3 separate regions of the Mus musculus genome follow, and regions 1 and 2 are each linked to region 3. The links are chromatin contacts, called in public HiChIP or PLAC-seq and Micro-C maps. All regions are on one chromosome and are shown on one strand. Each heading gives the region's core, a stretch centred on a gene start, on an enhancer-like site or on the middle of the called end of the contact. The rest is flanking DNA. Distances are from core to core; before and after follow the strand shown. Region 1 holds the start of Gfpt1 (glutamine fructose-6-phosphate transaminase 1). Region 2 overlaps Nfu1 (NFU1 iron-sulfur cluster scaffold). Region 3 holds the start of Gmcl1 (germ cell-less, spermatogenesis associated 1).

Region 1 (3,245 bases), core at 337-2,836, 310 kb before region 3:
CACTCACGAGGCTGAAGGAGAACTGGGATCTAGACCTGCTTGAGAGACAGCGTGGGACACTATTTCTAAGAAACAAACGCTCTTTAGTCTAGTGGTCATTGTCGGTTTTAAAAGGAAAGGTAAAAATATAACTTTTTAAATACTACTAATGGCTCATTCCCATTTTACAATATTATTAGTGGTATCATATATAATTCTCATGGTATCTTTTAGTAACACTTTTTGATAATGGGGGGCGGGGGTGAGGGGTAAGACAGAGTTTCTCTGTGTAACTGTGCTCCAGCTGTCTTGGAACCAGGTTGTACTCAAAATCACTGATTTCCACCTGCCTCTGTCTCCTGAGGGCTAGGATTAAAGGCGTTGTACCACCACCGCCCAGCTAAATAAGAAGCCTTAAAATATGGAATAAAAGAGCCTGTTTTTTTTAATGGTTGTAGTAAAGACATATGTTAAACAGGTGTACATGCATGATGTGGGATCTTTAGCCAGGACTACTACTCTCTCTTCCAACAAGATCAGCTCTGAGCCCATTTCATCAAGTTATTGATTTAGTAATGGTTCCTGTTGAGAGACTTAAGAGTGGCAGAAGTCATGTGGGGTATCACTGTCAGTGCGTTGGCTTGAGTTCTCGCAGGCCTGCCTAAAATAAAGTGACTAGAATTAAGTATTTTTAAGACTGCAAGATAAGTAAATTCAAGAAATGCTACCAGCCAGGAGTGGTCATTCATACTTATAATCACAACACTTGGAAGGCTGAGACAGGGCAATGTGAATTACAGGCCAACCTGGGCTACCAAGTGGGACCCAGTTACAAAGAGACAGAAAAAGGGGATTTGGGGGGTGTGGCTAAGGGAAAGAGTACTCACTCACTTGACAAGCTGCCTTTATGAGTTTAACCCCCAGTACCACACAGCATGTTCACAGGTCGCCTCACTCACCTGGTGGACCTTCCCCTAGGCATCCCTCCATACTTGGTCTCACTTTGAGCCTCACAGCTCTTCTAAGGTAGGTATTCATCTATCCTCTGAGCTCTATGCAAAGGTGCCCCTTGAACGCTCTGATACCCTCCCTGGCCCACCCCACCCCCAATCCTCTAGCCCCTTTAAGTAGCCTCTGACTCCTAGGGCCCCCACAATCTCCTCTGCCGGTCCCTCTTAAGCACACTAGCTCCGGCCGCCCCTTCAACACCGGAATCCCCATCTTAGAGTCCCTGCCTCACGGACAGCAGCCTTTCTCCCCAGAGACCCTTCTCCTTCCAGATCCCGGCTCCCCTCAGGACCCTCAATCTCCTCGGGATGCCCGCTCCACAAGCCCCCCTTCTCTTCAGGACCCCAGCCCCAAGGCCGCTCTGTTGACACGCGCTGTCCACCTCTGGCTTCACTGCGCGGGCCCTGCGGCCACCACACACCCCCATCGCTGCCCTTACCGCACATGATGTTGGTCACGGGCGAGGGCTGAGCTGTCGGGCGCGCGGAGAGCTTCAGAAGCGAGGGTGAGCTCGGGCCGGGGTGGTGGCAATGAGAGGACTCTGGGATGCGACAGCTCAGACCCGACAGTCCGACTCAGCGCTCGCTTCGCTCTCAACTGCCGCCCCGCCCCCCCCGGCCACGCGCGCCGCCGCGGCTCTCCCATTGGGCCGCGCCCGCGCCGCTCACGCGCAGGCATCGCCCGCCCAGCGCGCAGACGCAGAGCTGCGGGTAGCGACGTGGCAGGGGCTCGACCAGCATCCGCTTTAGGTTCCTGGAGCCGCCCGCTGAGGGCGAGCCGAGCCTCGGAGGAGGAGGAGGAAGGGAATGTTTACACAGCAGTTTGTGTGTTTCAAGGGGAACGGGAAGGAGGGAGACAGAGAGAAAAGCTGTAGGGCAGGAGGGAGAGCCTGGGACAGACGTGTCAGTGTGCAGAGCCACGGTGGCCGGAACTGCGCTGCTGGCGCAGAGGTGCGGGAGCCTGCAGGACGCCCTCGGGCAGCCATTCCGGTGACGACCTGAGCTGTAGGCAAGGTGCTCAGCGCCCCACTCCCTGCCTTCCTCACTGTTCTCTGCCTAAGGTACCACTAGTCAGTAGTCCCAGCACTGCGCCTGCGCTCAGGGAAGCTGTGGGCACGTTGTACTCGGGATCGCTCTTGTCGCGAATGAACTCTCCGTTGAGAAAAGAGGAGTTAGCGGGGCGTTCCCTTTCAGAAGGTTTAAATAATACCTTGGAGCAAAAGTAGCTGGTTATCAGCCCGCACTTGATAGCTCTAACGGAAATGAATGAGTAGGGCCCACAGAAGCACTCTCAGCCAGAATCCCCTTCCTACTGCTCCAGCATTCAAAACTGCACGCCAGGGTTATTCTACAGAGTCCCACATCACATCCTTGCCACTTTTAAGTGTGACATCTTTAGGTCTCCCCAAGATGGTTTTAACATCTCATCCTTTGATCTGTCTCATACAATAACAGACTTCTTTGGTTTTTTGTTTTTTGTTTTGTTTTTTGTTTGTTTGTTTGTTTTGAGACAGGGTTTCTCTGTGTAGCCCTGGCTGTCCTGGAACTCACTCTGTAGACCAGGCTGGCCTCGAACTCAGAAATCCGCCTGCCTCTGCCTCCCGAGTGCTGGGATTAAAGGCGTGCGCCACCACGCCCGGCTATAACAGACTTCTGTATTAAAGGTGGTTTTTTTCCTCTCCCCACTAAACTGTTAAGTTCCTTTATGATAGAGTGAGATTTTTTTGTTTGTTTGTTTGGTTGGCTTTTTTTTTTTTTAATAACCAACACTTGCCTAGTCATAGACCAGAGCAATACGTGGCAAATTAAAACTGTTCTGGTGGCTGGAAAGAGTGATAAAAGCCTTATAGGCTTGTCCTAAGCTCTTTGTATGTGCAAGGAAGCAAAGGCTTTTCAGTTTTTTTATCGCCTATCTCAAATAGAGGCTAGAAAAAGTAATCAAGGAAGTATTTCTCATCTAAAAGGCTCTTCATTATTCCAAGCCATTACACAGGTCCCTAGATTACGTTGGCAGAGCTAACACAGTGACATGTTCCTTAGAGGACCTCTTAGAGACCCTCCCCTGGAAGGCGACTTGAATGATACTGCACAAGAACCGAAGTGTGGTTCTGGTGCCTTGCCTCCCTTGTTTGCTGGCAGCAAACCTGTCGATGCCACAAAGGAAATGGCAGTAGTACCAGCAAAGTGTTTCAGCTACAGTACTTTGTTCAGCTGTGCCTACCGACTCACAGTTCCTTATCTTACCCATCTCCGTTCTGC
Region 2 (3,008 bases), core at 352-2,851, 290 kb before region 3:
TAGCCTCAAAACTCACAGAGATCCGCCTACCTGTTTCTATAGGGACTAAAGGAGAGTGTCGCCAAGCCTAGCTTCTGTCTTTCCTCTGTTTGTGGCAGTTGCCACATGGGTGCTACTCTCGTCACAATCCTCACAGATATGATCCTAAAAAGACTGTGAGGAGAATCCCTCTTGCCTCTCTCCGTGTGGACTGCTGCAAAGCAGACTGGGCACTGAGGCACAGCTCTCTTTACGTTTAACTGCAATGATGACCTATGCTGGTTTACAGTGATGATGGATCTGGAGCCCTGCTCCGATCTCCTGATGAAAGCTTGCTGCTTTAATGAGAACGGTCTCTGCAGCACTAGATTTCAGGGCGTGGGGCATGGTATGCAGCGTGGCGTGGGGTGGGAGGATGCTAATACCTACCTTATTCTAGTATCTAGCAGTTCTTTAATCATTGCCACGACTTCGTCATCTTCCTCAGAGCCTAGAAAAAAAAATCATAAGAAAACCAAGAGTAACAACTTTGAAGTCATATAAGCATAAAACAGGAAGGTTTTGACATAAAAGCATAGTCAAGCATAGTGGCACTCAAGTAGACAGAGAAAGGTCACAGTCCAAGGGCAGCCTGGTCTACATAGGAAGTTCCAGGCTGGGTAGATTTAGCAAGACCTTGTTTCAAAACCCAAAACAAAAGAAAAAAAGCCATAGAAAAATACCACCCTCCTAGCTGCAATCCTTCAGCTAGAAGGCCTTCCCCCTCACACAGGGCTTGGAGGTGGGTCCCTGGGGAAAAAGCTAGCCAGTGACAGAATATTTGGTATTGTCCTCTCAACAGCCCATTACCAGCTTTCTATGTGTAAATGTTGTCCTTCCAAATCTGTCCAAAAGATGACTATCTGGAATTATCGTGTTAAAAAGCAAGCTGCCTGGGAAGGAAGGAAGTCGTGCAACCCTCATCTCTGCAAAGGACAAAGAGATGGGAGGGACAGGAGCTGTCCTGCTGCTGGTCAGATCAGATTGGAGTGTGGCTTATTGAAGCATATGGAGTTGGCAGCTGAGCTGGGCTGAGACAGACAGAAGGACCAGGGTGAGGGGACAGGCCCAGGGGAAGGAGGCTGGAGGTGACGAGCTGGAGCAGTAGGGCGGATGCAGTGCGGGAAGCGGGGTTAAGCTGGTTCCCCCCAAAAAAACCTGCAATGTACTACATACAGTTTGCATTCTTAATACTCCCTTTAAAAATGGGTCTAAAGCAGCTATAGAAGAACTAACACTGTTTCTTGACACCTTCTCCAGAAAAAGTTAACATCTGTTGAATCTAAGTGAAAGCAACTTTGTGCCTTATTTATGGTGGTTCTGAATTCTCAGAATTTTTCATAATTAAAAATTTTAATTTTGTATAATATATTCAATGTCCATACAAATTTTAAAAATTGAGAAAACAGTATTATGAAGCTCTGTATGAAATTTTGTCTCATGTAAAATTGGTTCCAGAGCCAAATGCATTCAATGACAAAAGTGAATCCATTGCCCTGGGCTGTCTCCAGAACTAGACAGTAAGCTCCTCCTGCTGACGCTCTGGTCACAAGACATAGAACAAAAGCTGGGACTAACACAAAGTCCTCACCTGCAGGCCAGCTCACAGCCAGAAGGCACTGCGCAGGCAGCTGGGAGAGAACTGGGTCAACCCTCTGGCTCCGCGCGGCCCCGTGCGCCGCACCACTGACCAGACCGGGAAAACACTGCTCACCGCCTGCTCTAACAGTGGCAAGCCCCATGTCGGGTAACCGAGTGCTTTCTGATTGGAACTGAGGCCAGCTCCACTGGAAGGAAGTTATATCTGCTATTGAACCTGGTCAAAAACTTGTGGCGAGGAGGTCATAGACCCTTATGGGAAAGCTACAACTGTTTTATTAAATAGACATAATGTGCTCGCCAAGTTTCTTTTTAAATGACCACATTTATGCCCACAGATTAGTACTGCTATCTGGTTTGGTCAGAGTAGCTCTTCATGCAGTAGGTGTCAAAGTGCTGAGCCTAAGTGACTGTGGAATGCTCAGCCCTAAGTGGGACAGCCTTACCTGCAAGACTGAGACCATCAAGGAGTATTGGGGGAGGGGCAGAAGGACTGTAAGAGCTGTGGAATACCATCTGCCTGTTCTTCTAGAGGACCTGGGTTTGGTTCCCAGCACCCACATGGTGGCTTGCAATTAACTGTAATTCTAGTTTTCAGGGGATCTGATGCCCTCTCCTGGCCTCCAGCGGGACCACACACACACACACACACACACACACACACGCACGCACACGCACACGCAAGTGAAACACCCTGGAATGGGGAAGGAGGCTCTCATGAGGCCCCACCCTCACCAGGGACCTACACAAAGTTAGTGCTGGGGAGGAAGGATATCAGCTACGGTGGTGTGTCCACTGGTAAGGTGCCAGTGCTTCTGTCAGCAGCACTAGCAGGCCTCATGTAAGCCTCTCACAGAGGAAGCAGCAGGAGATGGAGGTGGGGTTGGTGGAAAGAGGGAGAGGATCATCAGGCGTGAGGGAGACAAGGAGGAGCAATAGACGTGCTTACGATCGAAACACATTATATACATGTATAAAAGGCCTTAACTGAACCCATAATGTCGTATAATTAATATGTTCATAGCTCTAATAAAAACATTTTAAAAGTCTGTATTCTGTCACTTGGCATCCAGGTGAATGGGAATGAGGTAGGAAGTCAATAAAGACTGGACAAGCATGGACAGACCAACACAGCGCTACCTGCTTCTCCCGGAGGCGGAGGCGTCTCCTCGGTCACTAGGGGTAAGCCAGATGCAAAGAAGTCCATAATTGTGGCATAAATGTCTGGTTTCAGTAAATTCCAGTCTAACTCTTCATTCTCCTGTAATCACATTGAAGAAGCATGTTGCATTTCCAGCCAAGTACAGGACAAATCCAGATTCCCACCTTTTTTTTTTTTTTTTCATTTTGAGACAGGGTCTCACGTGCAGCTCTGACTGCCTGGAACTCAC
Region 3 (3,138 bases), core at 638-3,137:
CTTGTAGCAACAGTGAGAAGAGCAGAGGGGATCAGGTCAGTTCTTGCACTGCCCTTGCTCTGAGGGTGGAGGCTAAGTCCTATGTGGCTGTGGCAGGCTCTTACAGACATTGCCATGGCTCTCCTCAGTATCCAGGGAGCCATTCACCTGCGCTTCCTTAGACAAGACCAATATGGATGTTTTACCCTCTAGGAATTTAGTGACACATGAAGCCACCATGTTACAGTCTAGCTTGTGCATACGCCAAGGCCTCTTTGTTTTTGTTTTTTGTTTTGGTTTTTCAAGACAGGGTTTCTCTGTATAGCCCTGACTGTCCTGGAACTCACTCTGTAGACCAGGCTGGCCTCGAACTCAAAAATCCGCCTGCCTCTGCCTCCCGAGTGCTGGGACAATGTTTTAAGATGACCTCACGTATGTTTCATATTATGTACATTCCTGCGTGTCCCCTGCAGCCACCGTAGTTCTCTTCCTCCCACTTCTCCTTCAACCAGCCTCAGCTACACACCCTCAGAATTTCTCAAACATGAGAAATTCCTCAGTGGCTCACAAAGGACATATACTGCTATAACGGAGTGCAAATGGTGAATTGATGCAGTCAGTTCCGGGGGGGGGGGGGCGAAAAACTGGCAAGAACTCGTAAAGTTGAAAATTTCCCAAGAGCCCGTTTCTGGGATCTGCCTGATGAAGCTTTTGCGAGTGGTGTTCCTGAAAGAGCATCTACGTAGAAATAACTGAAACCCCTTGGCAAGGGAGTAGGCAAATGATGTGTCTAACAATGAGCAGTGACAATAACTAGAGATTCCATTCAAAGTATAGTTTTAGGAGAGGAGAAATCATAGGTTTGGGATGGTCCAATTCCATTTAAATTACATGTCTGAATGTGCAGCAGAAGAGTGGTTATACGTGTAAAGACATGCATAGAAATGGCACAGAGAGGGAGAGGCTGGAAACTGAGAATTAGTACACAAGGGGTTTCTCATTCCCCACTATATATCAATAAAGCTAAAGGGGAGTGAATCAAAGTAAGTGTGATAGAATTCCAAGCCAGTAGTAGGTCCACAGGTACTTGTATTGCTCTGTTTGAAACATTCTATTATAAACATTTTACTTTGAAAGGTATAAAAGGCAGGTATGGTAGCTCAGTGCCTCAACTCCTAGCACTTAGAGGCTGAGATAGGCGGACTTCTGAGAGTTCCAGGGAAGCCTTGGGCTTCAGAGTGACACTTTTCCTTGAAGAAAATTTAAAAAAAAAAAAAAATCGAGGGCCAGGGATGTAGCTTAGTTGGTAGAATGTTTGCTTAGCATTCAAGAAGCCCTGCATCTGATACTCAGCATTTCAGGTCCACGAAGGTGATGTGACACATACATGGCTGTAATCCCAGCTTTCAGGGGGTAGAAACAGGAGATCAAGAGTTCAAGAGCATCCTATACAGTGAGTCGAAGTATGTAGTACGAGACACTGACACAATAAAATAATAATTAAATCAAAACAAGGCAGCAGAAGGAAGGCAAGACCTGGAGGCTAGCTGAGGCTCCAGACTGAACCCGGTCAACACAGCTGGGTGACGGTCATCTATCTAACCGGGCCAGTCGGGTCCTAGAGCCCTGGAAGCAAAGGCCATGTTGGCAAGTCCGTCCTCTTATTAACCGTACAGGGCTGGATGAGACCCCGGAATCGAGGAAGCTTACGGGAAGAACCAGCGACAGAGATCCCGAGATCTGTTAGGCATAAGCACACAGTGCCCACGCCCCTCCGTTGAAGCCGGAACCGCGGAAGTCAGACACGCACCGGGGCTGAGCGCCGCAGGGACGGGCCAGCAGCCTGCGCATGCGCAACCTGCAGCGCAGGCTCCGTCCTCCCGCCCCGCCTTTTCCGGAGGCTCGCCTTGCGCCTGCGCCCTGCGGCGCGCGCTTTGTTGGGAGAAGGAGGGGGCGAGGTCTAGCGAAGCCGGTCCGCTGAGGCGCTACGGGCGGGGCTGAGGATGGAGGTGACTGCGTTCGCGGCGACGGTTGGGGCTGCGCGCGAGGCGGCAGCGGAGTAGGCGGTGGAGATACGGGCATGGCGGGGCGGCCCCTCGGTGCTCCCTAGGCGCCGGAGCCATGGGCGCTCTCAGCAGCCGGGTGCTGCGGCCCGCAGGGCGCACAGAGCAGCCCGAACCCACGCCCGGGGCTGGGGGCGCGGCCCGCAGGTCGGACGCCGGCGAAGATGCGGGCCACAGCTTCTGTTACTGTCCGGGCGGCCGCAAGCGCAAGCGCAGCAGCGGCACATTCTGCTACTGTCACCCCGACTCCGAGACAGACGACGACGAGGACGAGGGCGACGAGCAGCAGAGGCTGCTGAACACGCCGCGCAGGTACGGAACGCCCCGCACCTTGGGGGGCCTGACCCCGGTGTCCTTGACAGGAGAGCGCGGGAGGGTCGGTGCGGGAGGTGAGTGCCCGCGGAGCAGATGGGAGCTGGGCGTTTGCAGACAGACCTAGGTCAGTGCGGGAGCGGGCGCGTGCCGGGCAGACCTGGGGTCAGTGCGGGAGCTGGGCATTAGCAGACAGACCTGGGTCAGTGTAGGGTCTGGGAGTTTGCAGATAGACCTGGGTTAATACGGGAGCTCGCGCGTGTTGGGTGGACCTGGGATCAGTGCGGGAGCTAGAAAGCTTAGGGTTCTGCACATTAAACAGAAGCTTCCTGAGTGTCAGAGCCTCAACCTGAGCCTAAAAGGACTAGCCAGAGCTTCCGCGTCCCTTCCGTAGCAGGCGTTTGCTTTTTGAATAGGATAGCCACGGGAAATTTTACTGTGCATCACTAGCCATAAATCAGTAAAGAGAGGAGCATAGTAGTCCCTGAGATGGACATCTCTCTGTGTTGTCACTAGAGGGACCAGTGATGGAGATTCGCCCAGTTAAGAACAAAGTCTGCTTGTTGAGGTGGGCTGCACTCTGTGTAGGTTGCATAAGATTTTTTTGAGGGAAGAGTTGAAAAAAAAAAATCATTGCTTGTGAAATAGATGTGGCGTATACCAGAATATACTGTGCAGTAAGGATTTTTTTTTTCTCTTTTTAAGGTCACTGTTAGACTCACACAGATGTAATTTTTTAATGAAATTTTTAAAAAGGATCTGCTTATGGACATTGCATTTTTGT

What was found. Hi-C and Micro-C count contacts between places; a contact is called where the count stands out from the background. HiChIP or PLAC-seq counts read pairs in DNA pulled down with a chosen protein or histone mark.
Region 1: a Micro-C map of embryonic stem cells shows a contact between it and region 3, with 2.9 times the contacts expected there. The contact joins the promoter of Gfpt1 here to the promoter of Gmcl1 in region 3. A contact is called at or near these places in 18 of 39 promoter capture datasets (the 3T3-L1 cell line, 3T3-L1-derived adipocytes, the C10 cell line and 12 more), 7 of 484 Hi-C or Micro-C datasets (LSK cells, embryonic stem cells, stem cell-derived neural progenitor cells and 1 more), 9 of 115 datasets of contacts at active chromatin or transcription factors (the SCID.adh cell line, astrocytes, effector CD8 T cells and 6 more) and 2 of 9 other capture datasets (liver and macrophages).
Region 2: a contact with region 3 is called in an H3K4me3 HiChIP or PLAC-seq map of embryonic stem cells, with 18 read pairs. The contact joins the enhancer-like site here to the promoter of Gmcl1 in region 3. A contact is called at or near these places in 20 of 39 promoter capture datasets (the 3T3-L1 cell line, 3T3-L1-derived adipocytes, the C10 cell line and 14 more), 1 of 15 datasets of contacts at CTCF or cohesin (large pre-B cells), 17 of 484 Hi-C or Micro-C datasets (B cells, the C10 cell line, CD4 T cells and 11 more), 18 of 115 datasets of contacts at active chromatin or transcription factors (the SCID.adh cell line, SST interneurons, T-cell acute lymphoblastic leukemia and 13 more) and 2 of 9 other capture datasets (adipose tissue and embryonic stem cells).

What each region holds. Positions count from the first base shown.
Region 1 is chr6:87,041,187-87,044,431 of GRCm38.p6, reverse strand. It overlaps Gfpt1 (glutamine fructose-6-phosphate transaminase 1), which reads right to left and starts at 1,586. Exons shown (of 19, transcript NM_013528.3): 1 at 1,427-1,586. The coding sequence starts at 1,433.
Region 2 is chr6:87,020,589-87,023,596 of GRCm38.p6, reverse strand. It overlaps Nfu1 (NFU1 iron-sulfur cluster scaffold), which reads right to left. Exons shown (of 8, transcript NM_020045.3): 5 at 2,758-2,878; 6 at 409-469. Among named protein-coding and RNA genes, the nearest start is that of Nfu1, 12 kb to the right of the region's middle. Within about 2 kb of position 1,601, at least 8 of the 459 cell types and tissues checked have an H3K27ac peak or open chromatin away from gene starts, as enhancers often do. A contact at or near this core is called in embryonic stem cells and neutrophils, where this site is marked.
Region 3 is chr6:86,732,127-86,735,264 of GRCm38.p6, reverse strand. It overlaps Gmcl1 (germ cell-less, spermatogenesis associated 1), which reads left to right and starts at 1,887. Exons shown (of 14, transcript NM_011818.3): 1 at 1,887-2,354. The coding sequence starts at 2,101.